Regions from separate parts of the Hordeum vulgare genome. Here regions 2 and 3 are each linked to region 1. A link is a contact called in public Hi-C data. All regions are on one chromosome and are shown on one strand. The core of a region is the stretch at or near the end of the contact, and the rest is flanking DNA. Distances in the headings are between cores, read along the strand shown.

The links. Hi-C and Micro-C count contacts between places; a contact is called where the count stands out from the background.
Region 2: a Hi-C map of seedling shows a contact between it and region 1, with 4 times the contacts expected there. The contact joins the promoter of LOC123437081 here to the promoter of LOC123437045 in region 1. A contact is called at or near these places in 1 of 6 Hi-C or Micro-C datasets (seedling) and 1 of 1 datasets of contacts at active chromatin or transcription factors (embryo).
Region 3: a contact with region 1 is called in a Hi-C map of seedling, with 4 times the contacts expected there. The contact joins the promoter of LOC123437019 here to the promoter of LOC123437045 in region 1. A contact is called at or near these places in 1 of 6 Hi-C or Micro-C datasets (seedling) and 1 of 1 datasets of contacts at active chromatin or transcription factors (embryo).

The regions. Positions count from the first base shown.
Region 1 is chr1H:360,206,552-360,210,713 of MorexV3_pseudomolecules_assembly, reverse strand. LOC123437045 (protein NRT1/ PTR FAMILY 8.5-like) reads right to left here and starts at 1,347. Exons shown (of 4, transcript XM_045115682.1): 1 at 969-1,347; 2 at 418-586; 3 at 125-342; 4 at 1-8. The coding sequence starts at 583.
Region 2 is chr1H:360,343,560-360,347,260 of MorexV3_pseudomolecules_assembly, reverse strand. It overlaps LOC123437081 (ADP-ribosylation factor-like), which reads right to left and starts at 1,757. Exons shown (of 6, transcript XM_045115683.1): 1 at 1,473-1,757; 2 at 999-1,089; 3 at 740-855; 4 at 209-268; 5 at 47-112. The coding sequence starts at 1,529.
Region 3 is chr1H:359,984,713-359,988,779 of MorexV3_pseudomolecules_assembly, reverse strand. LOC123437019 (protein NRT1/ PTR FAMILY 8.3-like) reads right to left here and starts at 2,114. Exons shown (of 6, transcript XM_045115677.1): 1 at 2,043-2,114; 2 at 1,808-1,966; 3 at 1,174-1,234; 4 at 844-1,061; 5 at 182-738. The coding sequence starts at 2,099.

The DNA.
Region 1 (4,162 bases), core at 98-2,597:
ACGAGGCCCTGCATCCATCCATTCGATTGACATTTTTCATTTCCCCATCGATCTCAACCACGGCTTTCGCCTGACGGACGGAATCAAAAGCGATGATGATATAAATAAAGAGGAGGAGACCGACAGCGAGGTAGAAGAGGAGCGAGGCGACGATGGTGTTGTACTTGCCCCAGCAGCTGTCGGCGAGGAAGGCGCCGATGACGGGCACGATGAAGGTGGTCCCGTTCCAGGTGTCGACGTGGGCGGCGTTGAAGGCGGTGGCGCCATGGAGCACGGTGCCCAGGTAGATGACCAGGTTCAGCGCAACGCCGGAGAAAGCGATGCTCTCCAGCAACTCGAAGCCTGCACAGCACAGTCAGTCAGTTCAACCACATGAATCAACGGAAAACGTCGTCGTCGTCTTTCTTACTTACTTACCCAGAACAATGGCAGGGCCTGTCCAGGTGAAGGGGCGCTGCTTCCTCGCCACCGCCGTCATCTTGGCAGCAGCGGCCGGCGACGAGGAGGAGGAGGAGGACGACGACGACGCGTGGCCGGACTCGAGCGTGGCCACCTCCTTACCATCACCAGCAGAGGACGCCATCGTCTGCAGGGCGCATCCAGATTCAGCGAGCATTGATCGACCGGGAGCAAAGATGGAAGGCTCTAACGTCGGACAGACCAAGGCAGCGGAATGAAATGAATGAAACAGTAATAACTGAAATTGAAATACCGCGAGAACGGAATGGACGCAAATCCCCCGGAATTGATGAGCTCGGCGGATTTGGCCGAGCGCGGTAATAAAAGTCAAGCTACAGGACGAGGCAGAGCGTCATCCCGCTCGCCCCCGGTCAGCAACCGGACGAGCATACCACGGACGGAGCGGAGAGGATAAACGAGCTGAGATCGAGTGGCCTCCCCGTCCTTCAACCAAACCCGCAGCCAGCGACGGCGCACCACTGCACTGAAAACCCAAAAGATGTGCGTACCTGGCCCGTCAGAGGCAGCCTTGGGCGTGCGGGCGCTCCTGTGGGACCTTCACGGTTGTTGGTGCGGAAGGTGGAGGAATAGGCGGCGGGTCATGTCACCTTCCCTTACAACCCAAGACACCAAGGCACCAAGGCAGCCGGGATTCGCCACGGAAGCCCCCGTTTCAAGCGGCCGGCCAGCTAGCTACGGCCTACCCAACCGGCAACCGATCTATCTATCTACCTATCTTATCTATCCATCCATCCGCCTGTCCTTGAATGCTTCTACTCTGGCGATGGCTGATGTGCATGGGACGTGGGCGGCGAAAGTGATGTATAGTACTAGCACAAGATCTCTGCTGATTAGCTGTTGCTCATTTCTGTCTTTGGCTTCAGACTTAAGCTCGGAGTAGACCAGGCATGCGCATTTGATAATGCATCCAGTTGTCAGTTGTCACTACATAACATTGGTACCTACAGTGACAGCGAGGAGAGTGGAAGGCTCTACTTGCATCCAGATTCAGACGAGCTGCTTGCTGCTACTAGTTTATGACTTGGGCGCTTGGCTCTACCTCTCGTCAACTCTTCATCAGCCACTAGGCAGGCAGGGAGCTGCGACTTGCGACATAGTAGCCGCGGGATTAGCTCGATCGACGAGCTAAAACTAGTAGCAGCAGCCAATGACCCAACCTTGCGTCTATCCGCGTCCACACCCACGGTACTAGTAGTCTATTGCCGATCCAGCTCAACTTGCAAATTGCCTATAGCTACTTGGGTTTCCTGGAACTGCTGGCGACGGGCAACCTCGCCATGTGACTCTCATGAATCCCAACAAATTCCTCAACTACTCATCTAGGCACATTAATTCAAGTTTGGTCTGCAAATGTGTTGCTGATGGTCAACAAGAACCGCTCGAGAGATGTATTGCTGGTTGCACCAAAAGTACACAAGAACGGTCCAGTCGCAGCGCCACTGTTTATTCACAACTGTAGCATATGGACTCAAATATAGGTCCATGTACAACATAGTCAAGCTGAGCCATTCCCGTGTTCCATAGGCGCTTCTATTATCTGGGAATACCGATTCATTATCGACGCCTCACCATTGAGGAGTGGAAGAATGTAGAGGAGCATCTAAATAAACGGTTGAGCAGTTGGAAAGACAAACTGTTATCAGTTGGAGGATGGTTGGTTTTGATTAACTTTGTCCTCATAAATATGGTTCTCTATATGCTTTCTTTTTTTCAACTTTCAAAAGGTGTCCTACAAAGACTGGACTATTTTAGATCCAGATTTTTTTTTGAAGGAGACGGTAAAAAGAAAAAATACAGGCTGACTAAATGAAGCGTGGTTTGTAGACCGAAAGACCAAGGTGGCCTTGGAATTCATGACCTGCAGGTCAAGAATGAGGCACTACTCAGTAGATGGTTATTCAAACTTCTTACTAAGGATGGTGTTTGGCAAACCATGCTGCGCAACAAGTATCTAGGCCAAAAGACGTTGTCCCAGGCATTTTGGAAACCTGGCGACTCGCACTTTTGGGTTGGACTAATGACGGCGAAGAAACATCTCTTTCGCTTTGGGTCTTTCGCAATAATGGACGGGTGTGATATTCACTTTTGGAAAAACATCTGGCTAGGCAATGTCAGTCTTCAAGAACAATATCCAGCCTTATACAACATTGCTCGCGATAAGAATACTACTATTCCACAGGTGCTTAGTTCATCCCCGCTGAATATTTCGTTCAGACAAGATTTGATTGCACCCCCCCCCCCCCCCCCCGACTTGCGTCATGGCACAATCTTTTATCCCGGCTGGATTCGATTAGCCTAACACAAGGCCGGGATATGTGTCGCTGGAACCTTACTACATCAGGGGCTTTCACCGTTGACTCTATGTATCGTGCGCTGACTCATTCTTAGGTACTAGTGAGTAATAACAAGAAAATTTGGAAGTCCATGATTCCACTAAAAGTGAAAATCTTTATGTGGTCTCTTTGTAGGGGAGTTGTGCTAACAAAAGACAACCTCGCACGACGCAACTGACAAGGGAATAAGAAGTGTTGTTTTTGTACTCACGATGAGATAATTAAACACCTATTTTTTCAATGCAAGTTTACACGTTCTACGTGGCCAGTCATCCAAATAGCGCCAAATTTGCATCCGTCAACAAGTGTTACCAATATTTTTGGTCATTGGTTGGATGGTATTCCAAATAGTATTAAAACGCTAATAAGGGTGGGAATGTATGCCTTAATTTGGTTGCTTTGGCTATGTAGAAATAATTTGGTTTTTAATGACAAAAAATATGCTTCTGCTCTGCAGGTTATTTTCCAGTGTACGCACTCGCTTCATACGTGGTCTATGCTACAACAACCGGAATACCAACCGCTATTCATGGCGGTGTGTATGCGATTGGCGCATGTGGCTATGGAGGTTTTTTCCCAACATGGGTGGCAGCATAACCTGCGGATCGATCCACCACCTCATTCGACATAGGCATATTGTTGGTCTATAGGACTCTAGTGTTGTCGATTTGTCATTTTTTATTTCATGAATTTTTATTAGAACTTCAAATTTGACTGTGTGCATCCTAGCTATGCAGAGGTCGGGTGTTACTCATAATGCTTTGTATCCGCTTGATGCTACATTTTCAGATAATAAAGTCGCCCTTTATCGAAAAAATGGGTGCTTCTATTCATATTGTCAGCATTCTGGGAATGGGGGTACCCAGACCTGCCTGCCTGCGGCCCAGAGTCGGCCCACTTCACGACGCAAACCAACGGGCCTGACATCACTCAAGGCAAGGCCCTCGTGAGGGGCCAAGCCTCACGAGGAGGAACGACATCAAGACCCGCAGGGGGGCTCCTCAGGACCCCTCCGGAGCGGCGGATATTCCCAGGCGAGGCCCGGCCTCCAGAGTCAAGGGTGACGCAAGGGAAGGACAGGCGAGCAGCAGACAGCAGGGCGGAGCAGTTTCCCCTTTAGTGCAAACGGGGCAAGGATTTACCAAGGTTCCAAAGGCATCTTCCAAAGGTTTCCCTTCTGGTGCAACAAGGCCGTCGCCGCCCGCCAGCAGGACATACGTCATCCTCGGGCCCGTCTCTGTAGCGCGCGCAGCGACTTTGCAGGCGAAGACCAGCTTTGGGCAGGGGAGCATGTTCCCCTGTTCCCCTTCAAAATTGGTCACTTTGGGATCCCTTCCCGCCGAAACGAT
Region 2 (3,701 bases), core at 508-3,007, 140 kb before region 1:
TAAGTACACTATACACGCGGTACAAAAGAAACCATGACAAGCATACCATGTCTTGCTTGTTAGCAAACACCAATAATACACTGTTGAGCATAAACGGGTCATTGATTATGGCCTGCAAGAGATATCAGATTACAGTAAGTTAGAACACATATCACAAAAGATATTACCACAGAAACAGGAACGGTTCTCGATAAGAAATGCCATAAACCTGAAATTCAGCCCTGGCTCTTCCAATTCTATCCCTGTCGAGGGAATCGACCACATAGATCTGCAAGTTAACAAAAGCAACGGCGAAAGCTTATATATCAAGAAAACAGTGTCATACAACAAATCACAATGCCTCATCAATAAACCAAAAGTGAATTCTAGCATGATGCATGAAGATGAAGGTCCTGGGCTAGGTAGGGAGATGTGTACCAACATCCAGACACTTACCCTGTTTGGTTAACAATTCTACCATTTCTGTTTTTGGTGGTTCAGCAGTTAAGAGCACTAACATACGCAAAGTGGAATGAGCTCAATACTTAATATCCATAGATAAGTTAATTGACCATCTTTCCTGGTGACTACTACTGAACTTGTTCATAAATTAGACGGGCACAAAAGAGAAGCAAATAAAGAATGAAACAACTAACCAGAGGAGTATTTTCATAGCTTTTGTAATCATATGTTCCTATGCTGAATTGCTACATAAAATACAACGAAACAACATGCAAGCATATGGAATAAGAGTAATGACCAGAGCATCTGTGTTGTTGAAGTAGTGCCTCCACAAGGGCCTCAATTTCTCCTGGCCACCCACGTCCCACACAGTGAACACTACATTCTTGTACTGAACCTTCTCAACATTGAAGCCTGCAACACAAAACAGAGCGTCACACGAACGGATTTATTAGCAAAGTAGTTTAAGGGCCGTCGCGTTGAGCTGGATGAAAGTACAGTTCATGAACCCAAACATTAGTTAATAAGTTAGAGATAGGCAGGCACGTATGTTGTACCAATAGTGGGAACGGTGGAGAGTACTTCGCCAATGTGTAGCTTGTAGAGTATGGTGGTTTTACCGGCTGCATCCAACCCAAGCATCACCACCTAGCATAAGGCAACAGGCCGTTCCATTAGAATATAAGGAGCACAACGAATCAACTTGGATCTTCGTGCCCTCTGAGTATCTCTGATGATACATGGATGATATACAAGAAGCAACTAAGATGGCAAAAAAGCAGCTAGTAAGTAAAGCGAGCACCATCACATGGTTTTGATATGTAAAATCTGCTAGCTCCTCAGTTGTATGTATTCAGGATGAAAAAATCAAATCATATCGAATCATACGAAACTAAATCAAAGGAGGAGTGGATCAGGGAACGGATACATCTTACTGCAATACTACATGCCCGTACGACGATACAAGTCGGTCGATCGATCCATCCGCCCAACAAACTAATTAGGAGAACAGAGAAGAAAAGAGGGCGCACCCGCATCTCCTTGTTGCCGAAGAAGGCATCGAAGAGCTTGCGGAAGGCCTGACCCATAACCCTGGATCAGGAGAATCTGGCCGGCTGGTCGGCCGCCGAAGAGGATGAGAATGGAACGGCTAGTGGAAGGTTATGGGATGCGCGCGGGGTTCGGGGAAGGCTCGATCGTCCCCGCCCTTGCCTGCCTTCCTTCCTCTGGCCGAAGTCGGAGCCGGAGACGAGGGGGGTGAGGAGGACGAGGAGGTGGAGATGCTGAGCTCACTGGTGTTGGGGGGTGGTACCGGATTCCCAAGGGGTGATCTGGGCCGTCTACTTTTACATGGGCCCCAACGACCATGTGAGCGGGTTGCAGTTAGGTCACAGCATCTCTGGAACATCCCATATAACTTCAATCAGGTGCGTTTTTTCGGTCATTTTATGTGATGATCCAAAAATACGGCCCGAGCAGATCCGTCAAAAAAGGCCTGACCTGTAAATTGCCCATGATTCTGGTATATATGCCGGATCCGGGCTGATTTAGGGTTCGCGTCTCGTTTCCTACATCAAGCTCTGTCGCGAAACATCTCCTCCAACGAGAAATTCTTAGATCTCTAATGTCGATTTGTGCCGTGTTTAACCATCGGAAGCTGTCGGAGGTGGTGTAAGTGGGTGCCGGTTGTGGCGGCCACGGGTTTTTCGACGCGCGCGGGGGTTTGACTGCCTCAAGCGGCGCAACGACGATGAGGTTGGAAGCTCTTCCCTCTGCCCTTTGGTGCCGGAATGACACAAGGAGCAGGTGCACCGTCGCGACGCGGAGCGTTGACGTGGGAGAACTCCCGTCGCCTCGGGCGGATCTTTGATCCGGCGCTCAACCGACACCGAGACGTGAAGAAGGCTTGATGGGAGGCAAAGACCGCTGTCGTCGCAAGAGATCAAGTAGCGACCGCACGCGCCCCGGGGCTCTTGGAGGAGTTCCATCTTGCACAGACCCTCGCCGACACCCTCATGTACCACACCCTCCATGGCAACGAGCCCCCGCCACGCGAGAGCGACGAGAGCAAAGACGGGATGACGACTACGAGTAGATGCGGTTTGCTATTGTGCTTTCCGTTTATTAGTAGAATTGTTTAATTTCGTTTGTATTATGGTGTGTAGTATGATGAACTCGCTTGTGCTATGTTTGAACTCCGTGATCTATGTTTAAAGGGTGAATAACAAATTTAAATATGCGGTGTCAGTTACGGATCTATTCTGGCTATGCCTCTTGCAAAAATCGTTTTTAGGATAACGTAAATGAGTTTTGCGAGACGACCGACTGCCGGATCTGCTAGAGATATTATTAGGTTGGGTTTGAGAAACTCTAGCCGATCCACTAAAAAGCTACACAGAAGTAAAATCTAACCTATACCTAGCTGACCCCCTAAGCCGAATAGTGGAATATATGTTTTACTGTGTCTCCTATGCGGTGCTTGAATATTCTCAATCGCGAGCGCGCGGAGTAAAATTTATGGCTCCTCTCACGCCTCGCCACGCACCTTTGCCGCTTGGCTGGCGTACCTCCAAGCAACTGTCTACCGCCCCAGCCACTAGCTCTTGGCCTCCCTCGGCCCTCGCCGCTCTTCTGCTAGAGTTTGAGCTCTTCACTGACCGTTGACTTAGCCGAAATCGAGGTGAAACATCATCGTTGTCGCCATAACCAATTGGCTGAATTGCTCTCAAATATTGTTTCTTGTTAGCGATTGCCACATCTGACCGTGCTTACGCACCATTGCAGGTCATTCCCACCCTCATAACCCACGAGTATAGGGGGTCACGACAGTCCTTGCGGGTAGTATTACACCTTGACTTATTAATTCGACACAAGGGAAGCCAAAGTGTATTTATTGGTCTTAGCAGCTGAGTTGTCAATTCAACCACATCTGGGATATCTCTCCGCAACAAAGATTTTAGTAGCACAGAAAAATAGCAGTAGTAACGGTAACGACAACAATTTTGTAGTGATTGTAACAGTAGCAACAACAATAGTAACTTAGCAAGGTTCAGTATATGAAAAGCATATGCATGTGGACCAGTGATGGGTAATGATTTAGATGACATCAATCATGTAATAGTTATACACTAGAGCAACACAAAACTAGCTCTAATTCATTAATATAATGTAGGCATGTATTTCGTATATAGTCATACGTGCTTGCGATAAGAACTTGCATGGCATATTTTGTCCTACCCTCGGGGGTATAGAAACTAAGA
Region 3 (4,067 bases), core at 865-3,364, 220 kb after region 1:
CATAAATTTTGTTGACCCTATTTTCGTTGAAAATGTTAAGGGCGATTCCAGATGTCTATTTGCAGCTAGTGGGGAATTCTAGAAAACATGTGAGGTAAGTTCTTTTGTTAAATAGACAATTTTAAGCTAACTTTGTCCCGCTATACTAGCAGCCTTGGACTCCATCATGTCAAGAACATACCTGAATCCTTCAGTATGTGCCAATTTGTTTGGTGCTTCATTGGTTAAATCAGCATCATTCCCATCAAACAATATTGAGCTATCAGCAGGAACCTCTACTTTTCTCTTTTTAAATGACGCGACAAACACCGCTACAAGACTTTTCAGTGGGCTTCCGGTAGGAAGTTGAACCCTGTAGATTGGTGTTCCTGCCAAGAAGGCAACTGTGGCAATAATGATGCATACCGATGAGATGCCGAATCCAAGAGACCAAGCAACATTTTGCTGTATCCATACAACAACGGTCCCCGAGATGAAGACACCAAGGTTAATGGCAATGAAGAACCAGCTAAAGAACGCTTGCTTCTTTTTACTCTGTTCAAGGTTTGAATCATCATACTGATCAGCCCCAAGGGGGAGCAAAGCTGATTTAACCCCTCCGGTCCCAATCGAGACAAGGTATAGTGAAGCAAACAAGACAAAATACTGAAACCCTGTGGCAGGAGGGCATGAATTTCCTTCACACGGGGCAGGTTGTAAAGATGGAATGATCGCCGAAGCAGTAATGATGAGCAACCCCTATTTGTTGACAGAAAAATTGAGGAGTTAAGAAATCACACATAATGACTGCAAGGAAATGAGCATAGAAAAGAGCAAGTGAAGTTACATAATGCATGTTCTTACAGTAAGATAAAATATTATGGAGATAGCCACGGTCTTGTACTTCCCCCAGTATGTATCAGCAAGAAATGCTCCGAGGACGGGCATGAGGAACGTGGTGCCGTTCCATGTATCAACATTCGCAGCATTTGAAGCAGTGGTTCCATGAAGGACCTTCCCAAGATATACTACCAAGTTGAGGGCAATACCAGCGTATGCAATGCTCTCCAAGAACTCAAATGCTACAGTGCAAACCAGTGTTAATTTGTTTTCAACATAAGGAAAAAAAAAAACATAGTACTGTAGTAGGCATGTTTGCATCGATGAGACTGGTCAGGAATGTGAGGAGCTGACCCAAGATAATAGCAGGAGCTTTCCAGTTGAAGGGTTTGCAGTTGTAATTTGCCGAGGAAACCTGTATGCATGGAGAAACAGATGAAGCAAGTTAAAGGTGACCCGATTGTGGACTTGAAACAAGGAAGAAAAAAAACGTAAGGTGGGATTTGGATGCAGAGCGGTAGCAAGCGTCAGTGCAGACGGGTAGTAGCAAGCAGGATCGCAAATCTAAGGTGGAACTCGGATGTAACTGAGCCGAGATCGAAATGCGCGCGCTGCTTGCTGCTACAAGCAGGCGAGCGGCGGAGAGATCCAGCAGGATGAGCGCCGTGTACTTATATACAGTCTACAATGAGAGTACTAGTGTATGTACTACCAAAATTGACCATCACCAACCCTATCCGACAAACCCGGAGCGGAATCTGAGTCCCGTAGAGGCGTGGCCATGAGTCCGAAGGGTCTGATCTCAAATCCTCAACCTCTTGCTGCTTGCGAGGCGAGAGATGCTAGTTGCAGCAGTAGAAGAAGAGGCAGTCCCTATCTGATAGAGCCGCCGAGCCAGAGCAGAGAAATAAATGGTTGGCGAGCAGAAGCGGGCGGGCAGGCAGGCGTTTTCGGGAATGGGCTTTTCCGGTAGGCAAGGCGGGTTTACCTGGTTGGAGTTGCGCTGGTGGGAGAGGAGGGGCGCCTCTCCGGCCTCAGCGTCCATGGCGCGCCGCTGCTGCCCGTGGGTGCCGGCGGAGGCTGGCCGGAGCTGTTTGGTGCTCGTCCTTGCACGTAGCCGCCAGTACCGACGACCTTTATTTCTTCTCTACTCCGCACCAAATAGTACTGTTGAGCAATGAGTATTGCTCTATTTTGATGTCAGAAAGAAAAAAGAGCATTACTCTATTTCGGAAGGGGGCATCCCCATCCCGCTCGCTCTCATCGAGCTGTGGCTCCATTATTAAGAGTCGGTGTGCGTCGTGTTTAGCGCGGGTCGCGTGCTCTAGTATTTCAATTGTCTCGATCGCCTTCTGTTCACATGATCCGATCCAACAAACTGCATTCATTTCCCTGTGTCCTTGAGCTCAAGTATGCAACTGTAGGCGAAATAAATAAATAAAGTATATGCAACTGTAGGCAGTGAGACCGGATCTTCCCTGATTCGGTGATTCCCGGCCGTAGCAGTAGCAGTAGCGCGGGAGACTTTCTTCCGCTTGTGCTAAGCGTGCCCTTTCTTTATCCCTGATGAGGAAAAGTCAGCAACTGTAGGCAGTGAGACCGGATCTTCCCTGATTCAGTGCAGACCTGGCCAAACGTGCCGGCACGGCCCGTTGTAATCGGGCCGTGTTGTGTCGTGGGCTGCGACTACAGAACTAGGTACGGCCCGGTTATTAAACGGATCGGTGTTTTGGTCGGATTAACACGTTGGGCCGTATTTTTTTAGCTTTATGGGTTTATTTTTAGGTCTATTGAATCATATTTTTTATATATATTAAAAAAATCTAAAAATGTATATAAAAAAATAAACGAATCGTGTCGTGTCGGCCGGCGTGCCCAGCCTCCAGGCCCAAACACGACCCGAGGTGTGCTCCGTGCCGGGTCCAAGCACGATTAGCCCGTGCCGGGCCGGACCCGTGTCGTGTCAGGCACGCGGGCTGTCGAGCCGGCCCATTTACCCGACCCGTTTGGCCAGATCTGATTCAGTGGTTCCCTGCCGTAGCAGTAGCAGTAGCGTGAGAGACTTTTTTCCGTTTGTGTTGAGCATGTCCTTTCTTTATAGCATCTCTAACATGAGTGCGAAGTTGTGATGGACGAGCAGCTCGGTGCTCGGTATCCCACTTGTCCATCGATGTTTTGGTATTGTAAATGTGTCAGTTCATTGTCCCCTTTTGTAGGCATAGGTAGCAGCCGGCGTAGGCGATGGTTGCTTGGAACACATGAGCATCTTTAACAGTCTTTGTATATTTGGCTAGGATTATTAAAAACTGGAAATATAGCAACTTGGTCCAAAAATGTTGCTCCAACAGCCTTTGTATAAGTGATTTCTCACAAATTGTTTTACAAAGCTTGTTATATTTGCACCTACACTTATATATTTGTAAAGTGGAGAGGCACTTGCTATAATTTTTAGCAGCCCAGTTTTTGTGGTCTCCTACATCCCTTTGTTCCATTGACAAGTGGACCCCACCGCCCTCAAGATTCCTGTTGTCCTGGGCCTGGCACAGATCCCCACGTGACATTGAGAGGCTTGCTAAATTTTATAGCAATGCTGTTGGAGCAAAAAACTGTTGGGGTTGCTAAATCTTCTCTTTCCTCTTGCTATACTCAGTTTTTAGCAAGTCAGAATAGCAATGCTGTTGGAGATGCTCTAAGGCTGGTTGTAATGGAAAGTATCATATACTAATATCATGCATATGATACTCGTGTATGATATTACATCCGTAATATACAGTATCATATGTTAGTATCATAGAATAGGTCATTTATTGTCATGCATGACACATAGTAGCACAACATTTAATATGATACGATATCATGATATGATTCTATATCACCTCATCAAAATTACCTAGTTGGCATGCATGAAACTACCTATGATACTCTCATTACGACCAGTCTAAGTGAGTTCAGTAAAAAAAAGTACTTGACCTTATTATGCAGGTTGATGGGGGGGGGGGCTAGATTCCAAGCTTTTCTCAAGTCATGATTAGACACAAAGATTCTAGCTTAATAAATTACTGTATTAAAACATCCATTAGTGCACTGTTCAAACACATCTGGGTACCAAATAGAAGATGGGTACTTTGGGTATGGAGCGGTCTTATGAGCCTAATCAAATTTATTTATTTATTTGGCTAAAATTTAAATAAGAACTTGTGAAAATTTGTTGATAAATTAAATCTTAGTAACTTGCTAAATGTAGAATT